2 separate regions of the Mus musculus genome follow, and region 2 is linked to region 1. A link is a contact called in public HiChIP or PLAC-seq data. All regions are on one chromosome and are shown on one strand. Each heading gives the region's core, a stretch centred on a gene start, on an enhancer-like site or on the middle of the called end of the contact. The rest is flanking DNA. Distances are from core to core; before and after follow the strand shown.

What was found. HiChIP or PLAC-seq counts read pairs in DNA pulled down with a chosen protein or histone mark.
Region 2: an H3K4me3 HiChIP or PLAC-seq map of neural progenitor cells shows a contact between it and region 1, with 40 read pairs. The contact joins the promoter of Foxb1 here to the enhancer-like site in region 1. A contact is called at or near these places in 1 of 39 promoter capture datasets (cranial neural crest), 1 of 15 datasets of contacts at CTCF or cohesin (CD8 T cells), 3 of 484 Hi-C or Micro-C datasets (B cells, embryonic fibroblasts and embryonic stem cells), 7 of 115 datasets of contacts at active chromatin or transcription factors (CD8 T cells, the SCID.adh cell line, differentiating embryonic stem cells and 3 more) and 2 of 9 other capture datasets (adipose tissue and liver).

The regions. Positions count from the first base shown.
Region 1 is chr9:69,711,339-69,718,220 of GRCm38.p6, reverse strand. No RefSeq gene overlaps it. Among named protein-coding and RNA genes, the nearest start is that of Gm31469, 42 kb to the right of the region's middle. Within about 2 kb of position 2,615, at least 51 of the 459 cell types and tissues checked have an H3K27ac peak or open chromatin away from gene starts, as enhancers often do. A contact at or near this core is called in CD8 T cells, the SCID.adh cell line, differentiating embryonic stem cells and 1 more, where this site is marked.
Region 2 is chr9:69,758,252-69,765,133 of GRCm38.p6, reverse strand. Foxb1 (forkhead box B1) reads left to right here and starts at 4,194. Exons shown (of 2, transcript NM_022378.3): 1 at 4,194-4,586; 2 at 4,834-6,882. The coding sequence starts at 4,888. The coding sequence ends at 5,865. B230323A14Rik (RIKEN cDNA B230323A14 gene) reads right to left here and starts at 3,988. Exons shown (of 5, transcript NR_040765.1): 1 at 3,922-3,988.

The DNA of each region.
Region 1 (6,882 bases), core at 1,366-3,865:
CTCAGACCTGAGGAGCTAAAGATTCCTGGCCAGCCAGCCTAGCTTATTTGTGAGCTCCAGGCAAGTGAGAGACTGTGTTAAACACAAAGGTTTATGGTACCTGAAGAATGCTGTTTGAAATTGCTTTCCGGCTGCTATACCTACACGCACACACTTGCACATTTAAACTCTTCCCCTGGACCCACCCCAAGTTCCCAGATATAGCTACACTTGAGGTCTGTTCTCGGCTAACAGGTTGCCAGCTTTTCTCCATGACCTCTCTGACCTTTTCTCTGTGCATATCTCTGGAGTTTCTTCATTGCCTTATATGGACAGCTGACCTGTTGACTTTAGGCTTTATCCTGTAGTCTTATTTGTCCTTTCTTTTCCTTTCCTTTCCTTTCCTTTCCTTTCCTTTCCTTTCCTTTCCTTTCCTTTCCTTTCCTTTCCTTTCTCTTCCTTCCTTCCTTCCTTCCTTCCTTCCTTCTCTCTCTCTCTCTCTTTCTTTCTGGGGATTTTATTTATTTTTATTTTATGTAAAATATTTTTATTGTATGTGTTTGCCTGAATGGATGTCTGTATATGGTGTATGAAGGGCAAAACCTGCAGAATCTGGAAGAGGGTGTCAGGCCACCTTGAACTGGAGTTACAGACAGTTGTGAGCTGCTACATGGGGGATGGGAATTGAACCTGGATCCTCTGCAAGAGCAACCAGTGTTCTTAACCACTGAACCATCTCTCCAGCCAAATCTCATCTACCCTTACTTTTCTCTAAACACAGTCATACTGGGGCTTAAAACTTTACCCTACACTAGAGGTTCTCAACCTGTGGTCATAACCCCTTTGACAAACCTCTATCTCAAAAAAATATTTACATTACAATTCAAAGTAGTAGCAAAATGACAGTTATGCAGTAGCAATGAAAATAATTTTATGTTTGGGGGTGGGGACACCACACCATGAGAAACTGTATTAAAGGGTTGCAGCATTAGAAAAGTTGAAAACCTATACAATTGTTTGGTTTTGTTTCTGACAGTCCCAGGGATTAAACCCAGGACCTTGTTAGGCAAGTACTCTACCATCAAGCTGCATTCCATATCCTAACTACTTAGTGTTGGGGGGGGGGGGGCACATCATCCACAGTCTATAATAAAGGCAAACAAGCCTCTATTTTGCCTAGTCTTAAAATATGACTTTGCTTTCATTTGTTGTTGGTTTTTTTCTTCAAGGAAACATTTGCAATTGATTTTCAGAAGTCACGGTGGGAGGGACATCTGCGAGTTGAGTTCTTGGACAAAGAACTGGAAAGAAAAGAGGAAATAAAAAGAAAATCACCTTGCTGAGCGTGCACTATAACCTGTACTGGTAGAAGAAACTGAGCATGCGCTATAATCTGTGCGTAGCTGAGCATGCGCTATATTCTGTACTGGTAACAGTTATAATCTGCACTGAATATGTGTTATGCTCTGCAAGGTGAAAGGGATGAACAAGAACACTCCTGAAGGAAGAAACCAGGCTTCAAGAGCTCCTCTCCACAGAAGTGAGAGACTTGTCAGGCAGGCTGTTGAGAGCAAACCCTGTCTGCCTGATTTACACAGGTAGAGAGAGTGGTCTGGAGGCTGCCGTTGGCCTGCCCAGCCAAACGACCGTGTGCGCATGAAATTAGAATGTCAACATTTGATTCATGCTGCCAAGCTGTGGCTGTGAAACAAATTCTGTCAGTGGGTGGCAACTGCAATATTAGTCTAAGCAGATAACACTTAACTAGAAAGAGGGGCCTGGCCTCCCAGGCCTCCCTTCTTTTATTATTTTAATATCAGCATTGTGAGACCAAGTGAGGTAAAATTTTGATCACAAGGGTGCTTTTAAGTCAGTGCCTGGTCTTTTTGGCTAGGACTCCTGGCAAACAAAGGGGGATTCCATTCTAAATCTTCGTCTCAAATTTAACTGTCAAATAATAAAGTATGCTAGTTTTGACCAAATATTACCCACTCAAAGTGGACACTTAAGTCGTGTCATTCAGGATATAAGCTGAACCACAATGAAACAGTCCACTTCCTACAGAGAAAGCCTTTGGTTTCCGGGCAGAGCCTGCCGACTTTGTCCTGAAAGGAAAGAAACAAACACCCCAAAGAAGACTAAACCAATCATTTTTTTTCCAACTTATTTTCTGGGATACTCAAAGAACAATTTCGTCAGAATTGAGTTTGTACCTTATGGATGTTGGAGTTGAGAGCTGGTGTTTCTACTCAATTGATTTAAGCCTATGCAGATTTCAAGTCGATTTCCAGTTTGTGTGGTTGGAGTAGGATTTGTTTCTGTGTATTCTGTTTTTAAAATTCTCTTGGTGAATCACCTTAAACTTGACCCCAAAGATAATAATTTTTTCCATGAAATGAAGCATGAATGTATATCTGTCTATCTGAGACTCAAGTTTTTTTTTTTTCTAGCAACGCAGCAAAACATCCGTTTGAAGTTTTATCCCATCCCAAGCGTCCGCATAGTTAATGGTTAATGCTGTGAGCAGAGGTGGTGCTCAGAAGTTGAACCAGCTAGACAACTGGCCTTTGTAGACAGCACAGTCAGAGGTGTTAGGCGTTGGGGGAGGGAGAGACCGGAAAGAGAGGAGTGTCATCCAGAAGCCCAGCCATTAGCTTAAAACAGTGCCTAGTAATGAAGGCAGTCTTGCATTCTCTGCGGTTAAATGTGAACACCGCAGTGAGAAGCTAGCTGCTCCCCCCTCCCCCAGCTCCCGTTGCCCCTCCCACCCCACTCGCCTTTCCTACATCGGTCCTCGTCTTCGAACTCACAGCATCCAAAAACCTGACTAGCATTTTTCTGGTTACTATGCATCCAAGGAAGGCTCAAAGGCTTTTATCAAAGCAGAAACATGAATGGAATCTGGTTTGTTTAAATCCATTTCCTAGTTAATGGCAGGGAGAAACAATGCTTAAAACCAATGAATCGTTCAGCCCCATACTCTCTATTCCAACCCCTTTAAACCAGGCAAAGCAAAGTGCTACAGTGGTGGCCATTAGGGATTTTGATATGGCTTGAGGGGGCATGCATTTTTCCAGACACACGTGTAAGGAGCTAAATAAATGATTTTCTCAAAGCATAAGTCTAGAGGGCAGCTACCAAGCGTCCGTCTTGTCTCCCATGAATGTCTTGGGAAAACAGACACCAAACCAACCCATGTAAAGTGATCTTCGCCTACATGGAAAATCCCTCAGCTAAAATGGCCTCATTGTCTGAGAGGTTTGTGGAATAGCTGCCTCCATAGAAGGTCACCGGGACAAGTTATTGTAACCAGGAGCTCTGAGGTAAAGACCCATTTGACCCACCAGCCCTGCCAATGGCCTCAACGGTGCCCATTGAAGCAGCAAAGAGTTCACCCGGCCTTTCAGGAAAGGGTTTCCACTTGCAATTTCATTCATTCATTCTGCAAACATCCTTTGGCCAGCCATATTTCTTCTCTTTTTCTTTTCTTTTCTTTTTTCTTTTTTTGGATGATGTCAGAGTTCTTCAGCCATTTGAAAGGCCTTCAAGACTGTACCATGGAACCCGTTATTTATTTCAAGACTGCAGGAATGGAAGGAAACTGTTTCTGCGCATGTGTGACTCCTCCCTCCTCTGCTAATGGTAGAGGAAAGTTGGCTTTCAGTATCTGCAGTTAACTGTCAAATGAATTTAATGCTTTTGCAGGAGACTGAAGGACAAAACCATTCTCTGCACGGTATCAAGGAAAGTAAATTGAGGTGCCCCACCAGGGCGGGGGTGGGTGGGTGGTGTGCTCCTCCCGCAACAGAAGTAAAAAATCAGGATCAGAGAATGGAACAGACAATATTTTGATGCAAAAGGATGATCAACACCGAGAGAAATGACCGACTGCTCACCCGGGGGAGGAGGTTTATTCAGTTAACACTTCCACCTCTTAAAGACAATGGTGTGTAATGAATGTATATAGGGCCTTTCAGGGCGGTTGCTAAGTGACGCGTAGTGTCAACAGAAAAATGCCGGATGTACAGAGGACAGCTTCAGGCCCAAGAAGAGATCAACAACCTCTGATGATATTTTAAACTTAATTCAGTTCCCAATGAAGATTGTGACAGGCTCCGTGGACGGGGCAGAAAAGATGTTTACACTTCTAGAATCCGACTTTGCAAAGTTGCTGTGCTGTGTGCGCCTGCCTGAGAGTGTTTAATCTGGTCACAAGTGAATTGGGGGCCTAAACAGTACTTGGTTCAAATAGGAAAAGGCAACACAGCAGGGGCGTCGTGAATATTCATTTCTTGCAAGGCCCCGCAGTCTAATCTCGGCTTCAGTGTCTGTGCTGGTCATTTGTCTCAGACTGTGCGCACATTCGCTCTCATTTTTCCCCCCCACCCCAATCTCTAAAATCTATTTTAGGAACAGCCCTCCCAAAGCCATTCGCAACAGCTTCTTCAGAAAATTCTAAAGAAAGGGAAGGAACTTGAATAGGGTCACCTCACCCCATACAGCCATGAAAATCTGTTTTGTGGGGGCATTCTTGAACCCAGCCCAGATGCTCCGCAGACTTTTTGTATTTATTTATCCATTTCTTCCTTTCTCTTCTCCCTCCCTCAATGGATTTTTATATTCAAATGCAAACGGTTTTCAAGTGCGCTAGAGATCCACTTATGTATTGGTTTAGGTCGCACCATGATATTTCTCTCATAAACAGATGTTAAACAGAGGCTGCCTTCTTTGTATCGAGAAAGGCAGTTATCACAAAGAACCTCTTTTCCATATTTGAAGACTGAAACCCTTTTGGAAAAACAAACAAACCAAACCAACCCACATTCCTTAAAGTCTGGTAAGCATTAACCTCAGATTCGTGGCTCCTCTGAAGTCTCCTCCCAGAGGCCTTACAAAACAGTGGTGAATTTTCTCAAGCAGACAGTGGTGGACCTTGCATCATCCCGGCTGCTGGGGACACTTGGTTGCTCAGCTCCAACTTCTGCGAATGGGAGTCGAGGAAGGGTACAATCAATTTACTCAATGCAGGAAGCACCGTTCCCTAGTCTTGCACAAGCCTTTTAAGAGAAAGTCTGTTCTCTTTTGTCCTCAAGGGTTTGTTCTATTTATTAAACCAATAAGCGGCCAAGAGCACTTTGTCTAGCACTCTAACGACTCCTAAAAAGGAGTGTGTGTGTTGGGGGGATTGGGGGGGTTAATCCGGGGAAGGAGGGTGGGTAGGGGGCTGGCTTCTTGACATTTTTCTTCCTGTCTCATTCCAAGAAGCTAATTTTATAGGGTTGTTCACGGCATGCTTAAACTCCAGGTAGGGAGTGGGAGATGGAAGGCAGATAAAACCACACAGAAACCTTCCTGGGCCTTGCTTCCTTGCCTCTGAGGGCGGTTCCTTTGCAGAGGCATTCAAGCAAGCAGCTACAGCCAGAAGCAAGCCAGCACAACACTGATAACTCACTGCATGCCCCTTCTGTAGAGAATCGGAAGGGAGAGAGTGCAAACTTTTCTGTGGTTTTAAAAAGATGCAGAGTCTGAACAGCAACAGTCAGCAGGTACAGGCAGGTAGACTTCTCAGGAGTTAAGGGCCAACCTGATCTACATAGTGAGTTCCAGGCCAGCCTGGTGTACATGTGAGAACTTGTCTCAAAAACAACCAACCAAATGGAAAAACAGGTTTCTGAGCCTGCATCCTTGCAACTGGGCTGTGTGGAGATTTTTGGTATTCGTAAATTAATATTTGGATCAATGATGGAGCCCAGATCTGAAAGGCTGAATGAGATTAAAAGAATTTCATTTCTAAGACCAGACCTTGGTGCCCGAAAAATGTATATTCAAGAAAAAAAATGCAAGGTGGGATGGGGATGTGGCTCCGTTGGAAGAACCTAGAATACAGCCAATATTCCATTCCCTGGACTGAATACAAACTGGGAAAGCAAACCTATAATCCCAGCCCTTGGGAGATGGAGGAGGGGTGGGGGTGGGAGTGTCAGGAGTTCCAAGTCACACTTAGCTACAGAGTAAGTTTGAAGCCAGTCTGAGCTACAGAAGACTCTAGTTTAAAACAAATCTACTCAGGGAGGTGGTGGTGCATGCCTTTAACCCTGGAAGGAGGCTAAAACCACACAGAAGCCTTCCTGGGAGGCAGAGGCAGACAGATCTCTGAGTTCTAGGCCAGTCTAGTCTACAGAATGAGTTCTAGCACAGCCAGGGCTACATAGAGAAACCCTACTTTGGAAAAACAAACAAACAAAACCAAAGCTCTGATAATATTTGAACTCTTGACTAAAAATATTCACACAGTATCTGTAATAAGAAAAATGTGAACAGACAGGGCCCGGGAGATGGCTCAGTGGGTAAGGGGTCTGTGCGGAGAACTTGAGGATCTGAGTTTCATTCCCAGAATCTAAGTAAATAAGAGCTTAGCTCGGCTTCCAGTCTGGGCCGGAACTCTGCAGCCAGTCTCACAACACACAGAGGAAACTCCGCTCACAGGTGCTCTACCACGCCCAGGATCCCAGGATCCCAGGGGCTTGGTAACACCAGGATCTTAAGAACCCAGAAGCAACTTTACTCCCAGAAGCTCTGACACATCCAGGATCTCAGGATCCCAGGAAGCCAGAATCACAGGGTCATAGAGACAGCTTGACTCTGAGTTCTGACACAACCAGGATCACAGGAAGGACAAGCTCCAGTCAGGTATAGCTATGACAGGTAGCACTAGCAATAACCAGATGGCAAGAGACAAGCATATGAACATAAACAACAGAAACCAAGGTTACTTGGCATCATCAGAACCCAATTCTCCCAACATAGCAAGACCTAGATATACCATCACACCGAAAAAGCAAGACTCAGATCTAAAATCACTTCTCATGATGGTGATAGAGGACTTTAAGAAGGACATAAATA
Region 2 (6,882 bases), core at 2,945-5,444, 45 kb before region 1:
CCTGCAAGGAGTGCTTGCTGTCCGGTCCAAGAGACCCGACAAGCCAATAAGCCTGAGGTCCAGAACTGGAAAGCGAGGCAAAGTCGTGCGGGGAGAGGGTGGTGGTGAATGAGGTGTGTGTTGGGGGGTGGGGGTGGGGTTTACAGTTGCCCAGGACAAACAGCCTGCTACATTCAGCACGGTATTTTTTTTTTTTTTAATTGTCCACTGACAGGCTGAAGAAGTTTGTTTAGTACTGAATACCCCGGGAACAAAATCCTTTTGAAAGGAGAGCTAAGTCGTTTCACGCCACCAAAGTGCGGATTTGGGCAAGAATGACTGATGGGACAAAGAGACGCGGTGCATTAGCGCGGGTTTCTCAGAGCGAGCACGGCGAGCAGTAGCAGCAAATAACTATCCGAGGCGACCAGGAATGGTGGGGCGCGTCATAGAAGACCCTCAAGACCCTTAAAACCTAGCTCCCGCTGCACGCCAGTACTCAGTCCTCCCTGCTGCCCCACTATGAGCCCAAGTCGCCGATAGGCGAACAGTAGGTAGTGCAAGAGAGAAGCGAGGGACAGTGGTAATATAGGAAAGTGGGGGGATAAGCGGGAGAATCTGACTGCAGGACCGCGGGGGCAAAGCCCGGCTCAGCCTTGTCGCTGCAGGTTGCATGTGGTTCACATTCCGAGTAGGGGCGACGGGTATTGTTTTTGGCGTTTGGGAAACTTTCAGAAGCTGCTGGGTATGTTCCTGCCACCTCCCATCCGGTTTGGTAAATATTAACAAACTGGACGTGGTTGTTTTCTGGATTGTGTTTGTTGGGTTGGAGGGAGGGAATGGCTAAGGGGAGGGTTCTCCTCTCCACACACACACACACACACACACACACACCTGCTTAACAACACAAGGAATCAAAATCAATATTGTTTTTGTCACCCCTCTGTCTCCTTTTCACTCCCTCGGCAGCTCGGGTGCCACTGAAGCGAATTGTGGATTTATGGAGGGAAATTAGCATAAATTATTGCAAAATCTGCAGCCGTGTGTGGTCCAGCTTATGGGAAAAGAGGCTCTAGCAAACTTTCAGTAGAGAAAGGTGGTAGGCGGTGGGCTTGACGAGTCGATGAACGGTCCGTGCTGGAGGGGATCACCATTTGGTTGGCACATGGGGTATAATTGACTTGTGTGTGTTTTATATAGTTTTCCCAACAACCCCTTAAGCCCCCCGGTCGGATGTTGCCCCCTCCCACCTCCACCAAGCTTCTATTGGCTTTGGGTTTTGTACAAAAGACTGACGCACTTTTTCAAGATTTCTGGAAAGCATTCAGTCTCTTTATAATACCATCCTTAAAATGCTGTAAACAGCTTGCAACTCCACCCTCCCTCTCTAGGGCTTTGAAGACCTCTGACAGGAACTGAGGTAGAACTTTGCAGCAATGCCCGGGAGTTAAATGTGCCTCTACAGCTCCATTCCCCTCACAAGCAAACTTAAGTGATTAAGTTCTGTTTACTTGATTAACCCTAAACATGGGCAGTGAGCCTCAGCTTCCTTCTCAAAAGTAATGAGACTGAAAATTCGGCAAACATCAATTCCTACATGTAATACTGCATGGACACAGTGGTGACAACTTTCCCCAGGGAAATGAACAAAGATTTATTCCAAGTTAAAGTGATTGTTTTGGGTTTGTCCGTGTCCCCCCCCCCCCCGTGAACGTTTTCACTTTTAGAATTTAGTTAATCTTCTGTTTGCTCTGAGCAGTGATTTCGACAACCACACAAAGACCCCTTTTGCAGGACAACAAAATGTCAATTGTTAAACCTTACGCTATTCCTCACCCAGACCGGGTAGAAAAGTATCTTACTGGTTGCCATTGGGGGTAGGGCTGGGGGGGGGGGAGGTAGGGACGATGGTCTTTTACCATCTGGGATGCAATCACCATAAATATTTTATCCATCTTTGCATTTCGGTATGAACCCCTGCACATGTTTGCTAAAGGGAATCTGTAAAATACTCAAGGGCTTCCAAGCCGGCACCTTTCCACCCAGGAGCAATCCTACCTTGGCTTAAAGCCGCGATTGCTTTAGTGCCTCCGAAGCTCTATCTAGAGCAAGCAAGGCAAGGAACCAGAACTCCATCCCACTTCAAACACCCCTCGGGTTCCCCACCCCTTTGCGCTCCCAGCTCCTCCCACTGCAGGCCCTGGAGCCTAACCCGGGCACGCGCAGAAACACCACCAAACCTTAGTTTGTTGTTGTAGCGCGCGCAGCTCAGTCCAGTAGGGCTGCCTCTGGCCCAAACTGGGCCTAGGGTCCAACTGATTTAATCTTTGGAGAAGGGAGATCCACATATCTGCCCTGTTCTAGCCTTGCCCCCAGAGACGGGTCAATGCTTCTACCCCCACCCCCCTGCTCGCACCTCCTCCCTCCTCCTGGTTATTTTTTCCCCCGAATTAAGAAGGTGACTTGAGTCTTCCCTTCAAGCACTCTGTTAATATTGAAAAACGTGCGCTTGCATCTAAAGCGCAGCAGCCCAGGCGCCAGAGCCATTTCAATATTAATGAAATTGTTTAATCTCCTAAATTCGTCGTGTTTAAGTTACGTTTTGGTGAGTTATTGACCGGCTTCGAAACTGTGGTTAATGAAGTTATGTGAGTAGGGATGTGTGTGTGTGTGTGTGTGTGTGTGTGTGTGTGTGTGTGTGTGTGTGTATGTGTGTGTGTGCGCGCGCTCGGAAGCTGAAAGGTTTTCTTGCTATTCACAGACTAATGCTCTACTGTCACTCAAAGTGTAACAAACGTCACACTACAACTATCAGTCTGCTCCTATGGGGGAGGGGGAGGAAGAAAGAAAAAAGGAAAAAGAGGTTTTCGGAGTTTAAAGACAGTTCTGTTAGGCTGTAGGTATTAAGTATTTAACCTAGTGGCATGGGGTTCTTTTTAAAACCACAAAGGCCCCCGGAAAGCGCTGAAAAGCGTGGAACTCCTGGCTTGTACTCATTGCGTGCAAGCCGAAGGGTTGAGTCGCGGTTTATTCCCTAACAGTTTGATGAAGACGGCGACGACGAAGAAGAAGATGATGATGATAATGATACTAATGATTCATTTAATCCTCACAAGGCAAATATGAACTCGAAGGAGCCCGCTATTCTCTCCAGGCCTGGTGCCACGTGCCCCCCCCCCCCCCAAAAAAAAAACCTCGCTGGTCTCAGCAGGCACTGTTTGTCTTTTCATGGAGTTCTAAACTCTAAAGAAACTATTCCCATGTAAAAAGGGGGAGGGGTCTGCAAAATGCTGACCCGCTAACTTCCAAGAAACCTCAGACTTCGCAAGCACCTGGAAAAAGGAGACCCGGAAGCCATAGCGTACATTGGACAAACTCCCGCCCTCCCCAGGCCCACACGCTGCCTTGCCTCAATTTACCCTGAACGTCCTTGTGCCCATTAAATCTCTGAAAAACGTATTAAAGCAGAACCTAATACATTCATCCATTCTTTTCAAAGAACAAAAAACAAAAAACAAAAACCCCAAACTTACCTTGGCCTGGAGAGATGGCTCAGCCGTTAAAGGCTAGGCTCACAACCAATATATATATATTGAATATATATATATTCAAAACGGACTTATCCACCCAGCTGTCCAAATATATCTATCTATATGCGTCTATTAACTTTACCACCTTTTTAAAGCGACAGACAAATTTCTACCTGCCTCTTGCAGGACTGGGGGTGGGATTGCGAGGTAGGTTTCCATTTGAACAACCCATCCAATCAACCCCGCGCAGTGGCAACCAAAGTAGAAAGGTCGCCCTTCAGGAGAAAGCCTGTGCTATAAGTTAGCTAACAATACAAACCCGACACAAAGCAAAGGAAACAGAATACCCCAGCCGAGCAATTTCCATGTCAAACACCACCGGCGCGGCAGATAGCTCAGAGTGAGTGGTCACCTGCCAGCCGGCTCCGCGCGCTGCTCCGCTCATACCTTCCCATTGCGCACACCGGTAGGCGCTGCCCGCTCCCCGCGGGCGGCAGAGGCTCTTCCCGGTCTCCCAGTCTTCGGCTGGAAGTGATTCCTATTGGCCAAGGTGTCCATGTAAATAGGTGTGAAAGAAACCAGCGCTGGCCAGGCTCTCTCTCCTCTCCCTCAGTCCCCTCCCTCTGCAGCCCCCGCTCCCCCTCCTTTTCCTCCTCCTCCCAAGGCGATTGTCATACGATAGCTAAGAAGTGGCACATTAATGAAGCGCCGCTACAGGGGTCTTTTCTGCTCCTGTCACCGCTTAAAACTATCAGATGGTTCGAGGGTGGACATGGAGGCAGCCACCTAGCTCAGCGGAACCACGAACACCACAGCAGCGTCCTCTGGATCCCTGAGGCGGCGTCTGCCACTGTCCTCACGGGCACTCCGCAGCCGAGTTCGGTCTCCCAGCAGGGCGCACGACCCACGAGCGCGCTGCGCAGCCCGCGGAGAGGAGCTCTACCGGGCTGAGTCCAAGCCTAGCTGGCAGCGAGTCTCACTGCTCCCCGACGCTGCGCTCCGGTCGCGCGCAGGGAGGGACTCGGCCACCAGCCACGCCATCCCGGATGCGGACCGGCAACTTGGAACAACTTTAAGGTGAGCATCTATCTCTCTGTCCCCTCCCCTGAATCCAGGTCCTACCTACTTTCCTGCAAACCTCTCTGCTGCTCTCGGTCTTCCCCTCTCCACTTCCCCTAGCTGAGTCTTACCCAGTTTGGTGCGCAAAGTTGCTGGCACCCGAATCCCCTCTTCCCCACCCCCTATATCTGTGACTCGGCCTGAGTGACCTCGCCAGTGTCTCTGCACCTATGCTGCCCTTCTCCATCACCTCCCCCCTTCTCAGATTCGACCAGTCCTCCGGGCCGCGCGGACCCTGAGCAAGTGGCCAAGCAAGAAGATGCCTCGGCCGGGCCGCAACACGTACAGCGACCAGAAGCCGCCCTACTCATACATCTCGCTGACCGCCATGGCCATCCAGAGCTCTCCGGAGAAGATGCTGCCGCTCAGCGAGATCTACAAGTTCATCATGGACCGCTTCCCCTACTACCGGGAGAACACGCAGCGCTGGCAGAACAGCCTGCGCCACAATCTCTCCTTCAACGATTGCTTCATCAAGATCCCGAGGCGGCCAGACCAGCCGGGCAAGGGCAGCTTCTGGGCGCTGCATCCCAGCTGCGGGGACATGTTCGAGAACGGGAGCTTCCTGCGGCGTCGCAAGCGCTTCAAGGTGCTCAAGTCAGACCACCTGGCGCCCAGCAAGCCGGCGGACGCCGCGCAGTACCTCCAGCAGCAGGCTAAGCTGCGGCTCAGCGCGCTGGCCGCCTCGGGCACGCATCTGCCGCAGATGCCGGCCGCTGCGTACAACCTGGGCGGTGTGGCGCAGCCTTCCGGCTTCAAGCATCCCTTTGCTATCGAGAACATCATCGCTAGGGAGTACAAGATGCCTGGGGGGCTGGCCTTCTCTGCCATGCAGCCGGTTCCGGCTGCCTATCCTCTCCCTAACCAGTTAACTACCATGGGCAGCTCTCTGGGCACTGGATGGCCACATGTGTACGGTTCCGCGGGTATGATCGACTCAGCCACCCCCATCTCCATGACTAGTGGCGACTACAGCGCCTATGGAGTGCCGCTGAAGCCGCTGTGCCACGCCGCGGGCCAGACGTTGCCCGCCATCCCAGTGCCCATCAAGCCCACGCCGGCCGCAGTGCCCGCGCTGCCAGCTCTGCCCGCACCCATCCCCACCCTGCTCTCGAACTCGCCGCCTTCGCTCAGCCCCACCTCCTCGCAGACAGCCACCAGCCAAAGCAGCCCCGCCACCCCTAGCGAGACACTCACCAGCCCGGCCTCCGCCTTGCACTCGGTGGCCGTGCACTGACCCAAGGAAGCTGGGGCTCCGTCTTGGTCCACACCACCCCTCTCAACACTTCCCTGCTCCGGGTCCAGCCCTCCGCGACCTAAAACCGCCACCCCGACTTGCCCATTCTACCTTCTTCAGTCCTCGCTCTTAGAAGAACTTTTGGTTTTGGAACCAGAAGACAAACCACAAACTTGCCGGAAGGCGTGTGAAAGTTGTCTTCGGTCCCTCTAGGGCACCAGAGAAAACAGGGGCTAATCCAAGCCAAGCGGTCCCTCCTGGGACCCTGAAATGCACTCCCATCCAACAGGCAGAACACCCTGACTCCCTCCTGCTCGGAGAAAACAGAAACAAAACAAAACAAAACAAAACAAAACAAAACAAAACAAAACAAAACAAAACAACAAAACTACTCGTCTTCTGAGCTTGGAGAGGCATAGCTCTGGACTCTGCGCAATTTCAAGACCAGAGACACTGCCCGGGAGCAGAAGCCCGCCGAGGCTGCAGCCGCACTAAGAGGGCCGGATCTTCTTAGGTCCTGAAAATCTGTGGCCACAAGACCAACTCACTGATCCTCCAAAGGGATCGCCTCCGCCCATCAGGCCGGGATGGGCGGACCGCTACTTTCCCCGGCTGCGGCTCTGCCTCCCGGGCTTCTAAAGATTTTTTTCCCCTTCTGGGTTTTGTTTCCGGCCAGAAGCTCCCTTAGCTGGGAGTGAGGAGGGAGGCTGCTAAAACTCCGGAGGATGCTTGTCCTACACACAAGCAAAACACAGCTAAAAGTCACCGTTATTGTTTACAAAGCGCGCGGTTTAAAAAAAAATGTAAACAGTGAACTTGAAAATCTGCCAGGCTAGGGGCGAGGGGGTAGAGTCCTCTTTACAATTACCTGTTGTCATGTGAATGTTTGCTCTTCTGGCCAGCTTTGGGGGTGGGAAGGAGGTAGGGGGAGAATGGGGGAAGTTAATTGGGATGTTAACTTTCTTACTATTTAGAGACCTTTTTAGCTATTTATTTTGATGAAAGAGAAAAGAAAGG